Regions from separate parts of the Cyprinus carpio genome. Here region 1 is linked to region 2. A link is a contact called in public Hi-C data. All regions are on one chromosome and are shown on one strand. The core of a region is the stretch at or near the end of the contact, and the rest is flanking DNA. Distances in the headings are between cores, read along the strand shown. Region 1 holds the start of LOC109064997 (protein YIPF5). Region 2 overlaps LOC109083789 (rho GTPase-activating protein 26-like).

Region 1 (6,233 bases), core at 2,068-4,567, 160 kb before region 2:
AAAAAATATTTAAGCCACAGCAGAATCAATGCAACACACAATAGTGCTATTTTGTTCCTGAATGATGTGTTATTGAACAAATCATTTGAGTGAATGATTCAGTGACAGCCACTTGTTACCATCTACTGGCATAATGATGTACCCTACAGAAAGAGTAACTGAAAAACAGTCTGTCTGGAATATGCATACCTATACAATCAGAGTGATACAGACAGTATCAATTTCCAGTGTTTTTGGACGGTTATATCAGTGCTTTTGGAATGCAAATCCAATGACCAGAATTAACTGTTGTATATAATTGTATACTTCAAATATGGTGCTACAGGTTTGACAGTAATAAATAGATATGTGGTAAAACCCTGTGAGGTATGTGTAAAACCCAATGCCCTGCTTGTTATTCTCCAAAGGGTTCTAGACCAGTAACTCTACAGATTCAATGAGTCTGTCTAAAGACTGTCCGGCTGGTGGAGAGGGCATCATTTCACACAGATCACTTCACACAGTCTTATCTCTCTCTTCTATCCTGATTCCTTTAGATTTAACACAGCGAACCGCTGGCTCCCCTTGCAGCACAGCTAATGGACTGTTGTCTCTCACCCATGGGCCATGATGCATTTAGGGTTTGCCTACTGCTCTCAGCTTCATCTGAATCACTTGCACTGAGCTTGAAGAAAACAATTTATCTATCTATCATCTATCTATCTATTTATCTATCTATCATTTATCTGCCTGTCTGCATCTATCTATCTATCTATCTATCTATCTATCTATCTATCTATCTATCTATCTATCTATCTATCTATCTATCTATCTATCTATCATAGCCAAGCCAACATCAATTTTCTTTTCATGACAAAATTTATTTATCTAGCTGTATACAAAAGCAGTTGTTTATATATATATATATATATATATATATATATATATATATATATATATATATATATATATATATATATGCAGATCTAAATGTAGAAGTGTAGAAAATGTCTGTTTATCTGTTTTATGCTTACTTTTCGTTTTAGTAGATGCTCTGTCCCCCTGGAGTAACTTGAGGGTGTATATCTGTGCGACTGTGGATTTCTGTAATGACTCCACTCATAACAATGATGGGACTTTTGTGTTACCAGCCCTGAGTCTCAACCACAGCATAATCACTGCTTTCCACCTGCACCATTATGGTGCTTTATGTCTGTTACATAAACTTTCTAGTGAATCGAGCCTTTCCTAATCTCTCCCTGTATAATAAAACAATCACTCCTCTCATATAACCTCTATTATTCTTGCACAGTAATAATAATGATTTCCCAGCAGAGATTTATTTTTAGTTTCTCTTGACACCAAAACATCCCTGTCTGCTTTGTGTAACTGCCATCACATTGTATGCTGGAGCAGATGATTAATGATTCATACATGCAACACGCTTAAGGAGCAGGACAACTAATACTTTTTTTTTTTTTAAGTACACATTATGTTTGAAGTTTCATTGTGATTCACTATGTGATCCACAAACATAAAATAATAATAATAATGAAATATTCATAAAATCGTATAAGTCTGTCAAAATATGAATGTGCTCCTGGTCTAAAGCGTGTTACATGTATGAATCATTTATCATATGCTCCAGCATACAATGTGGCAGTTACATAACAAAATGGTACGAACTGTTCAACAAAAAAAACAACAAAATATGGGGGGGGGGGGGGGGATAATGATCATGAAATTATTAAATGAAATGTTATTTGTAATTGATATTGTAGATGTAAACCGCAGTCCTTATTTCATAAATCAAAATCTGCCATAAAAAAATCATTAGAAATTCCGCAGGAAGTTAATGAATTAGTTTTCTGTTTAGCCTACAAAGTTACATAATGACAGTGTCATCATGCAAAATGCATCTTTTTATGGGTACTTTATTCAGACAATTTGCAGATTTATTCACCAATTGCAGATATCACACAGGCTAAATGAATGGGTAGTTCGGACTTCTCTTCTAATTTTTGTAGGAGACCCTAAATATAGCCCACTCCAAAAATGATTGTCTAATGGCAAATGTTGAATGTTAGGAGACAAGCAGTCACTTTACAGTAGGCTATAATGTGACAAGCTGTATCCACACAAAAGCTGTGTGTGTGTGTGTGTGTGTGTGTGTGTGTGTGTGTGTGTGTGTGTGTGTGTGTGTGTGTGTGTGTGTGTGTGTGTGTGTGTGTGTGTGTGTGTGTGTGTGTGTGCGTGTGTGTGTGTGAATGACTTACATTCAAATAGAACTGCTTGTCTCCTGATAATAAAATAAAAACATTTTTTAGAGATATTTGGTGCATTTCTCGAATCATCCTTAATATTTGCAAAGAAGTATGTGCATTATTTGGTAGAATCATCCTTATATTGCAAAGAAGATGGTTGCATTTCTCAAAACAATTCGGACAAACAGACACACAATGGATTACCTGCAAAAGCCTGTAACTTACTCAAAATCTTTAGTTCATCTCTCAAAATCAAGTATTTATGTCAATGAACATATCAGTGCCATCAGAATGACCAGTCCTTGTGTCATTGTACAGAAACAAGATAGTCAAAATGCTTAGTCATGTTAACAGTGCACTTATTAGTGTTTTGGTAAACTATATGGACAGTTACTGTATTGAACAGTATATGCTTATGTATGCTACAGTATATATCCATTACAGAAGTACAAATTTACACATTACTGTGTGTGGGATATTGACTGTAAGAGACTGGATAGTATTCCTAGTTAGACTTTTACTTGTGGTCTGACCAAAAAAAAAACAAAAAAAAAAACAAAAAACAAAAAAAAACCTTTACAATGTCATTGTGATATAGAAATGGAAAAAGAAACATGGGCACAAAGATGAAAATAAAAAATAAGTCAACTGTCAGAATTTGTAACTCTTGTTTTGTCCTCTGTCTATACAGTATATGCTTTCCAACTGAAGATTCATGAGATGAACCTTTGAGCTATTTCGTCTTTATCATTGGTTGATCTACATTCTCTTCATCAGTCAAGATTCACTTGCACAATTCATGTCAAGTTTACAAAAAGTCCAATAATAATAATGAACTAAAGACTAGATGTTTTGAGGGGTAAGACTATTGCACAGAAACCAATAAAATACATTTTGAGCAACATGACATTAGCAACTGATAATGTAGGAAACCGCAGATAAATGTGCATAATCAATTGCATGAATGTACAAAAGCAATCGCAACTTGTTCAAAAGAATGAGAAACTGGTTTTATGATGTGTATAAAAAAAAAACTGTAAATGTCTCTGTGTGCAGTGAGCGCATCCTCACACAGAGGGCGCACGTCAGTTTCCCGCAGCCTAATCTAACCCAGTGACGTCATCGCCCCATGACCCGGAAATTCTGCTGCTATTTCTTGACACGTAGTTAGCGGCGTTGGCGGAGTCTCGGGCGGTTAACGGTGTAAGTAAAACTTCAGAATCTCCCACCATATACATACATAATCCATCCATCAAACATATATAAGATTTTCGTCCAGCACTTCATTAGTTTTTGCTGACAGTGACTGAGTGAGTCGATGCAGTGCTTCAGCGGAGCTGTGCTAACTGAACCCAAACAAAACCAACATTCGTGCTGAAACCACTGCAAATATGTGTGACTTCTGCAAATATGGCAAAGAGAATTAGTGCGGCATTGACTTTAACTAACATACAGCCTTATCTGTAATATATACAGTGTTCCTCTGACAAAAAATAAAATAAATAAATAAATAAAATAATATCGTGGTTAATTTTTGAACTTCGTTTTCTTTTTAAATATATATCATGTTTCTTTGTATATGTGCTGTGGACATACATAGCAATATCACAGTGATGTAACGTAATGCATGGTAGTACCATAGCATTTGTAAGCTTTCAGTATCATGGTATTGAAATCTGTTTCTATCTCTTTACCATGGTACAGTTTTGTATCTGTTTGGAGTCACTGATCATTTGTGTTTGATTCTTTAATATCATCTATCAGTTCTTATTAAGAAATATAAATTGCTTGCTTTAATCCTTAATTGTTACAGTAACATTCGAATGTGTGATTTTAAATAACATTCTAAAAAATACACTGCTGTTCAAACTAAAATCTCCCGCCAAATAACGGTCTTGGCTTTGATACTGTTAGATACCAGTAAGTTTTAATAACCTCTAATGTCCATCTCTGGCTTATTTTTCTATTTAATTCCTTCCAGGCTGTTTGCAATGTCGGGGTTTGACAACACAGACTTTTTCCAGTCTAGTTACAGTGTGGACGATCAGAACCAAGGAGGATATGGCTACAGCGACCCAAATGACCCGTACAGCAAGTAGGCCTGAGCCTTGCACAAAGTCCTGCTGTTATTAATACACAGCACTATTTAATAAGTCAAGTCAATTTTATATGTATAGCATTTTTCATTTGTTTCAGAGCAGCGAGTATACTGTTTGTCTGTGCATAAAGTTGGAGATGCATATATATATCCAACATTAAATATATTGCTGGTTGATAGTATACAGAGCTTTAGAGAGTAATCAGTATATCGTAATGCATGCAAATCAGTGTATACTTATTTCATGTTTGCAGTAGCCTTATTTATATCCTAGCTTCTGTAGGCCCTAGATGTTGAGTGTGAGAATATGTCTGTCACCTAAGTATGACGATAAATCTTTTATTGCATCTGATAGACAGTATGAGTACTCCCAGCCGATGGGCTACTCGGCGCCTCCGGGAATGATGCAGCCCCAGCAGCCTTACATGGGGCAGATCTACCAGCCCACGCCAGCCTTTACGCCAGTCTCCCCACAGTCCATGTACGGTAGCAGCTTTGAGGATGAGCCCCCGCTGCTGGAAGGTAAGAGACGGAGACTAAGCTTAAAGGCAGCGAGTCACCTTTATTTATATAGTGCTTTATACAATACAGATGTTGTCAAAGAAGTTTTACAAATAGTGTTTCGGTAATGCAAACATAATTCAGTTCTGCTGTGAAGCAGCTCTAAAAAGAGGACTGTAGTAAACAGTCAATTTTTCTGTTTAAGTCAGTTCATTGTTGATTCAGGTCAGTTTAATAACTGTGTAAAGGTCATCAATTATGGAATTATTTGAATTTATCTATAACGCAGAGAAGAAAAGAGTAATGCCATCATCCAGCTCAGTTCAGTTCTCATCCAATAGTGTATTAAGTCCTCCGGTCCTGAGGGCCACTATCCTGCAGAGTATTAGCTTCAGCCCTCATAAAATAACCTGCCTGTATCTATCTAGTAATCTCGAAAAACACTGATTTGTTCAGGTGTGTTTAAAAAACTTGCCATTGGCCCTCCAGGACCGAAGTTGCCTATCCCTGCAATAGTGTATTTGCATCTTTAAAAATTCCATTTCCTAAATTCATCTTATCTTAAATAACCAATCAATTCAATTTTACTTTAACCAACCATCTTTATTATAAAACCTAAAACTAAACTAAAAGTGTCACCTGGGGCTGTGTTCAGTGCAAACCACGTATGTGTCCCTGCATACTGAAAAGTGTCACCTGGGGCTGTGTTCAGTGCAAACCACGTATGTGTCCCTGCATACTGAGGTTAAGTAGTCCTTGTGAAACCTTCTTACCCCAGAGCTGTGCTTAAAATGGACCAGCAGTCATCAGTCAGAGAGATGCAGAGAAAGCCACTTAACTGATTACTGCTGGTCACTGTTGTCATCCTGAATCAGAAGTGCATTTATCATGTTGTGCAGCAGTGTTCAACTTCAATTCTGTCCTATTATTCTAATGTTCTGCCTTATTAGTGGTGCTCACTAAGACAAGCATCATTGTTAACCACTATTATCTCATTATCAAACTAAAAAATGCAGTGAAGCAGTTAAAGTGATATTAAAATGTGAATCAAAGTCAGGTACATGTAGGGGGAAAGCATGAAACAAGAAATTATATCATCTGTTTTATCAGATATGGGACTACATTTGTTCCAAATAAATAATTACATTGCATGATTCACAAATATCTAACAGTCACAAATGAAAAGAATGAGTTTTCACAAGTATGTGTTGGGTGTTTCAAAAAATGAATTCACAATTAATGAATTAATTGTGCATTTTAGCATGCATTTGCAGATTGCTTCTTGTCCATTTGTGAATCACTGCATGCAATTTGTGGATTTTGAAATATCAAGCCGTGCACACAAATCTCGGTTGTAGCTTCACGCAGTTCCGTTTTGTTTTAGGAAGGGA
Region 2 (5,693 bases), core at 2,504-5,003:
AATGGTTCTGTTCCAAAACCTAGTGAGCTCGCCTACATAGGCAGCATTTTTGCTGATATCTATTTATCTATATCTATCTATAATCATGACAACCCTCATAATAGTTTAAGCACACTCTGCAGTGTGTGTGTAAGATATGCAGCAGCTGCATGAATAGACATACATAAATCAGGTGGCAGATCTAGACAGGTGGAGCTGGGGGAGGTGGAGGATTTCAGAAGAACTGCACCATTTAGAGTTACATGATTGAACTAGTTATTTAATCAAAACCAAATAATATTGATAAAAATATACAAATAAATAAAAAAGTTTACTATTTAACAAAATATTTGTGTGCTCTAGGAATTTTCATGCCGAGAACAGCCTCGCTCTGTTAGCTTAGCAGCATTCTAACAGCAAACTCTATTGAAATCAGTTTGTTGAGCGTCTTCGTTGTCCTGCAGGTTTTTGTGATAAGCACTATTTGAATTGTTGCCTAAAGAGTGCTTCATCAGTAACTGATGAGGTCCCATGCTGCCCACAAAGGTAAAGGCCTATGTAGGTAGCATACTAGCGAGGCAGCTCACTAGATTACGGAACAGAGCCTAAATCATCCTACAATACATTACAAATTCAATTATGAAGCCAACACTCAACTAAACCACTATATCTGAATTCATATTCAAAAAACAACACAGGCTAAAGGCCTCAACATGCATATTTATGAGACGCAATAAGTCTCATGAATATGCATTCAAAATGAGAATACAGTTTATCTGATGCACAGCAGTGCCAAGCATGTGGAACTCTCTTATAGTGAATGATATCAGATCTGAGAGCGAAACAAATTTCCGATCTCTCGGATAAAGTACCGGTTCTCTTCCGTCCATGGCTTCCATCCAGAGTCTGCGATCTTCCTCTGACAGCGCCTGCATGGTGATCACTCCAGGCCTGAAACATGTATATTTACAGTTGGACACTCATAGTAGATAAATAAACTAGAGAGCATTTATGTTCTAGGACAATTTATTTTTGTAAAATCTACAAAGCCACCCTTAATTGTATTAAATTTTCACTTGTAGTGGACTTTAAATCTCAAAAGTATTGTTAAAAAACTGTTCTTGCAAATAATATAATACTATACAAATATTAACAAAATGCCACTTGGACTTAAAGAGTTTATTTTTAAAAGTAATAATATCAATGCAAAAGTTTTAATTTAAAGAACAATTTAAATGATTGTGTTTTAATATTTTGTCATGTTTTAAAGAAGTATGCTTATTTTGATGTGTTGGACATTAAAGCATATCTAAAGTACTTGATTATAACTTTAACTGGGTTTAATTTAAAAGCAATTCAGTTCAACTCATGAACTCTTTAAACTAAATAACACGCAATTAAGAATTTGGAAACAATGTATTATTTTAAATTATAGTATTTTCATAATGAATATAATGAATACAATTTTTTTTGCATTTAATATGCTAAAGTGTATTGTTCTTCTGTTTCACAATTGCAAAAGCAATCATAGTTAAAGAAACACACATAAGTCATTACCCTTGGTAACAAAAATAGATATACCAGATACTGATGATGCTATTTGAACAAATGGATAGTATTTCATGACTTGCAAAATAATAGTACAGTCAGTCTGATAGATAGATAGATAGATAGATAGATAGATAGATAGATAGATAGATAGATAGATAGATAGATAGATAGACAGATAGATAGTAACAGTCCAAGGCTTTTAAATAAAGTTCTTATTTTACCAAGGAAAAAACCTTTCTCTGATTTAGCATATAACAATGTAAGAGCCAGTTTACTGTGCCGTGTGTTGGTAAACCTTTTAATATTTCAGTATGGCAGCTCTGTCAGTAAATCAGGAGTACACACACTCACACACCATTAACTTGCGTGACAACTGAAGGTTAGGCCATGCCAGGTCAGGAAGAGTTATGGTTATAAAACTGGGGATGTTTAATTGAGTTTGTGCACAGGAAAGTCTGATAGATTTACAGTGTGATAGTACACTGCTGCTGTGGAGGGCAAAAGAAGGAGGCTATTGCAAAATTGCAACATGTTTTGTGGAAAATACATTTGTGAATAATTAACTAGGTATTTTCCAACTTTATCATGACAAATCGACACTGAATCATACGGCAACATAAGCCACAAAGGCATTGATGTATTATACACTTCCATGTGCATGCAGTGTCTGAAATTGTCACTCACTAAATAAAAAAAAAGTAAAATGAGTGAATACACTCACAGCTATAGACACTTCATAGAATTACCCTATTCTTAATGAGTATTTTGTCTAAATGTGATTATTTTCTTGTTTTGTATAAATATTTTCACCTGAAAACATGTAAAAAAAAAAAAAATTAAAAACACTATATAGAATGTTTAGTGTACTGCACATTATATCTAATGTTGTGACATACATACTTAAAACACCTGAATCTGAATGTGACCCTTTATTCTGAGACATATTTTCTGAAAATCCTGCTAAATTTTCATTAAGAAGAATTTTTAAAAGGATTTCGAACCATGTGTGAATTTGCTTTGTATCAGGTGTATAAAAGTAGGATTTTTCTTGTTTTCAGTAAAATTAAAATGTAAAAAATAAATAAAACAATATATTTTGAGAACTAAAACTACATAAATGAAAACTTTCTGAAATTATACACCACTGGTCAAAAGTGTTGAATAATTAGGACTTTGAAATGTTTTGGCTGCATTTGTTTGATAAAAATACAGTAAAAATTTAATATTTTGAAATATTATTACAATTTAAAATAACTTTTTATTTATTCTTTTTTAAATAAAGGTTTTATTTTAATATGTTTTAAAATGTATTTTATTCCTGTGATGCAAAACTGAATGTTTAGCATCCATTACATAAGACTTTAGTGTCACATGATCCTTCAGAAATCGTTCTAATAAGCTGATTTGGTGCTTATTATCAGTCATTATAGATTTTAAGAATTCTTTGATGAAAAGACAGTTCAAAAGAAAAATATTTATTTGAAATAGAAACCTTTTTTTGTAATATTATTAATGTCTTTTCTATCACTTTTTTAATAAACACAGTCTTGGTAAACTTTTGACCAACAATGTATATCCTGAATTAAAATGATTTCTCTTACCCTACTTGTTTTAAATGCAAATTTAACAGAATTTAGTATGGTTTATGCTTAAAATGTAAATCTTAGTGTTGAAAGAAAAAATATTAATTCAAGATATTCTCTGGAGATAAATCTTATTATGTGACACAATCTTGCTGGGAAGCAAGACTAAAATATTGACTAATATATATGTATATATTGTAATGTGCAAAGCGTGATGTAAACCCAGCATTACAACATTGTGTCATCAGGGCTTATAGTGCATCTTTTGGCATATAGGTTAAGTGTAATGTAATCGGCTCCCTTCCTCTGTCTACAACACATAAGATGGCCACTATATCTCTCCCCTCCTAGTTACCAGGTTTTCACAACAAAACCTAGCCCAAAACTAGTCCAGTCACGTTTCGGGGGGGATCCCCCGGTAAAAACCGCATTCAAATCGGTCAAAATACAAGTTTTTGGTGGAGTTCCCCTGATAAAATTCACATTTTAGGGGCTAAATATCACGTTATTGGGGTTTTTTCAACCCGTGGACATAAAAAAACAAACATGTAACAGTGTTAAAGTAGCCCAATTCTGCGGGAAAACCGTGGACTTGGCAACACTGCTAGTTACTGCAACAGTTTTGACAGGCCGAAGCTGTACTCTCTTCATGCCTGATGGACCTAGTTCAAATCTCCACCCCATTTCCTGAGCAGCAGCCAGGAAGTGTGTCTCCCGCTGAATGTTACGTGGATGTTAAGTGCCATCTGGTGGCAGGTATGCACACAGTCAACTCACCGGTCCACAGCTTCAATGTCAAAACAGAACCTCTTCTCAATGGAGTCTGTTTTCCTTCTGGTGCAAGATTTGAGCGTAAAGCTTTCCTCGTCTCCCTGTAAAGAAAAACATGGTTTACTATAGGCCCAACAATTTTCAGTGTTTCACTTATTCGATTTTTATGTGAGCCTGGACGGCCGACAGGAAAATGTGACTAGATGGTCTATATTTACCAACTACACTGTCATCACATAAATGATTATATAAATGAATAATAAGGTGTCAGCTTACTTCCTATCTTCTTGCAAGTGTGGCCATGGAATGGGTGTTCAAATGCGGTCAGCTATTTTTATTCCAACACTTCACAACTCCTTTGCCGACTAGCAACACATTACACACATGCCTCTGGAGTTCATTACCAGAGTGCTGTCGTTCTCTCCTTCAGTGTAATCTTCACTTACAGTCTAATTGTATCTATCACGCCACTCTGCGGAGTGACTTCTCTCGATTTTTTTTTTACTCTCTTCACATTGCAGAAAAGGTGTCAGCATAAGGTGTCTAGCGCCGGGACTGGGTACTAAACAAACTGTGCACGCTTACAGAGTGCAATGTCTCGAAAGGTGAAACAAGGGTGCCTGTGAGTACTCACATGGAACCAAAACTGACAAATGGGACTCTGTGGTCTAGTGCACAATAAATCTGCAAGACTGCATGTACACAGTAAGTGTACCATTTGGAACAAAGTCATGTTTTCAGTTATAAAAGCATTCAGGTTTTCATGTATTAATACCCGAAGTACCACACTTTGGTGCATAACACATCCCACATCCTTTGTGCTACTTCACATATGCATCCTGATTCCTGCTGCCATCTCTTCCCATATTAAACGATGCACACACACACGTCCATCCACCTCATCTAAAAGAAAATGTGATTCATCAGACCAGGCATTCTTCCATTGCTCCATGGTCCAGTTCTGATGCTCACGTGCCCATTTGTAGGTGTTTTCGGCAGTGGACAGGGGGTCATCATGGGCACTCTGCGGCTACGCAACCCCATACACAGCAAACTGTGAAGCACCGTGTGTTTGGAAGTCTTTCAGCAAATCTTCTGTTTGATTGGACCATATGGGCTAGACTTGCCGTTTTAGAGATGCACTCAGTCATTTAGCCATCACTGTTTGGCCCTTGTTGAAGTCAGATCTTTTTGCTTGACCATTTTTCCTGCTTCCAAAACACGAAATTCAAGGACTGATGGTTACACTTTGGTTTAGGGACCAATTCTCACTATTAACTAGTTTATTAGCATGCATATTACTAGCATACTGACTGTTTACTAGTACGTATAAAGCACATATTAATGCCTTATTCTGCATTACCATATTTTAGATCCCTTAATCCTGCCCCATACCTACATAGATTTTACAACTACCTTACTAATTATTGAGACTTGGTCCCCAAGCTAAAGTGTGACCCAGTGTTATACACTTCACCTGTCAGTGGTTTTAAAGGGATGCTCCACCCCAAAATACAAATTTTGTCATTAATCACTTACCCCCATGTTGATCCAAACCCGTAAAAGCTTTGTTCGTCTTCGGAACACAATTTGAGATATTTTGGATGAAAACTGTGACTGTCCCATTGACTGCCAAGTAAATAACAGCATCAAGGTCCATAAAAGTTTAAAGACATCACGGGGGTAAGTGATTAATGACAAAAATTTCATTTTTGGGTGGAGTATCCCTTTAATGTTGTGGTTGATCAGTTTATATATCTCACTCATGAAAATATGTTAAAAGATTAGCGGAGAGGCAGTCAATTTGTT

Evidence for each region. Hi-C and Micro-C count contacts between places; a contact is called where the count stands out from the background.
Region 1: a contact with region 2 is called in a Hi-C map of skeletal muscle, with 2.7 times the contacts expected there. The contact joins the promoter of LOC109064997 here to the enhancer-like site in region 2. A contact is called at or near these places in 3 of 8 Hi-C or Micro-C datasets (liver and skeletal muscle).

What each region holds. Positions count from the first base shown.
Region 1 is chrA21:23,255,303-23,261,535 of ASM1834038v1, reverse strand. It overlaps LOC109064997 (protein YIPF5), which reads left to right and starts at 3,317. Exons shown (of 6, transcript XM_042711355.1): 1 at 3,317-3,446; 2 at 4,225-4,338; 3 at 4,697-4,863. The coding sequence starts at 4,235. It overlaps LOC122134717 (a long non-coding RNA gene), which reads right to left and starts at 5,666. Exons shown (of 2, transcript XR_006153066.1): 1 at 5,539-5,666; 2 at 5,448-5,481.
Region 2 is chrA21:23,100,546-23,106,238 of ASM1834038v1, reverse strand. It overlaps LOC109083789 (rho GTPase-activating protein 26-like), which reads right to left. Exons shown (of 26, transcript XM_042711352.1): 10 at 3,891-3,985; 11 at 852-930. Among protein-coding and RNA genes, the nearest start is that of LOC109083789, 45 kb to the right of the region's middle. Within about 2 kb of position 3,753, at least 2 of the 8 cell types and tissues checked have an H3K27ac peak or open chromatin away from gene starts, as enhancers often do. A contact at or near this core is called in skeletal muscle, where this site is marked.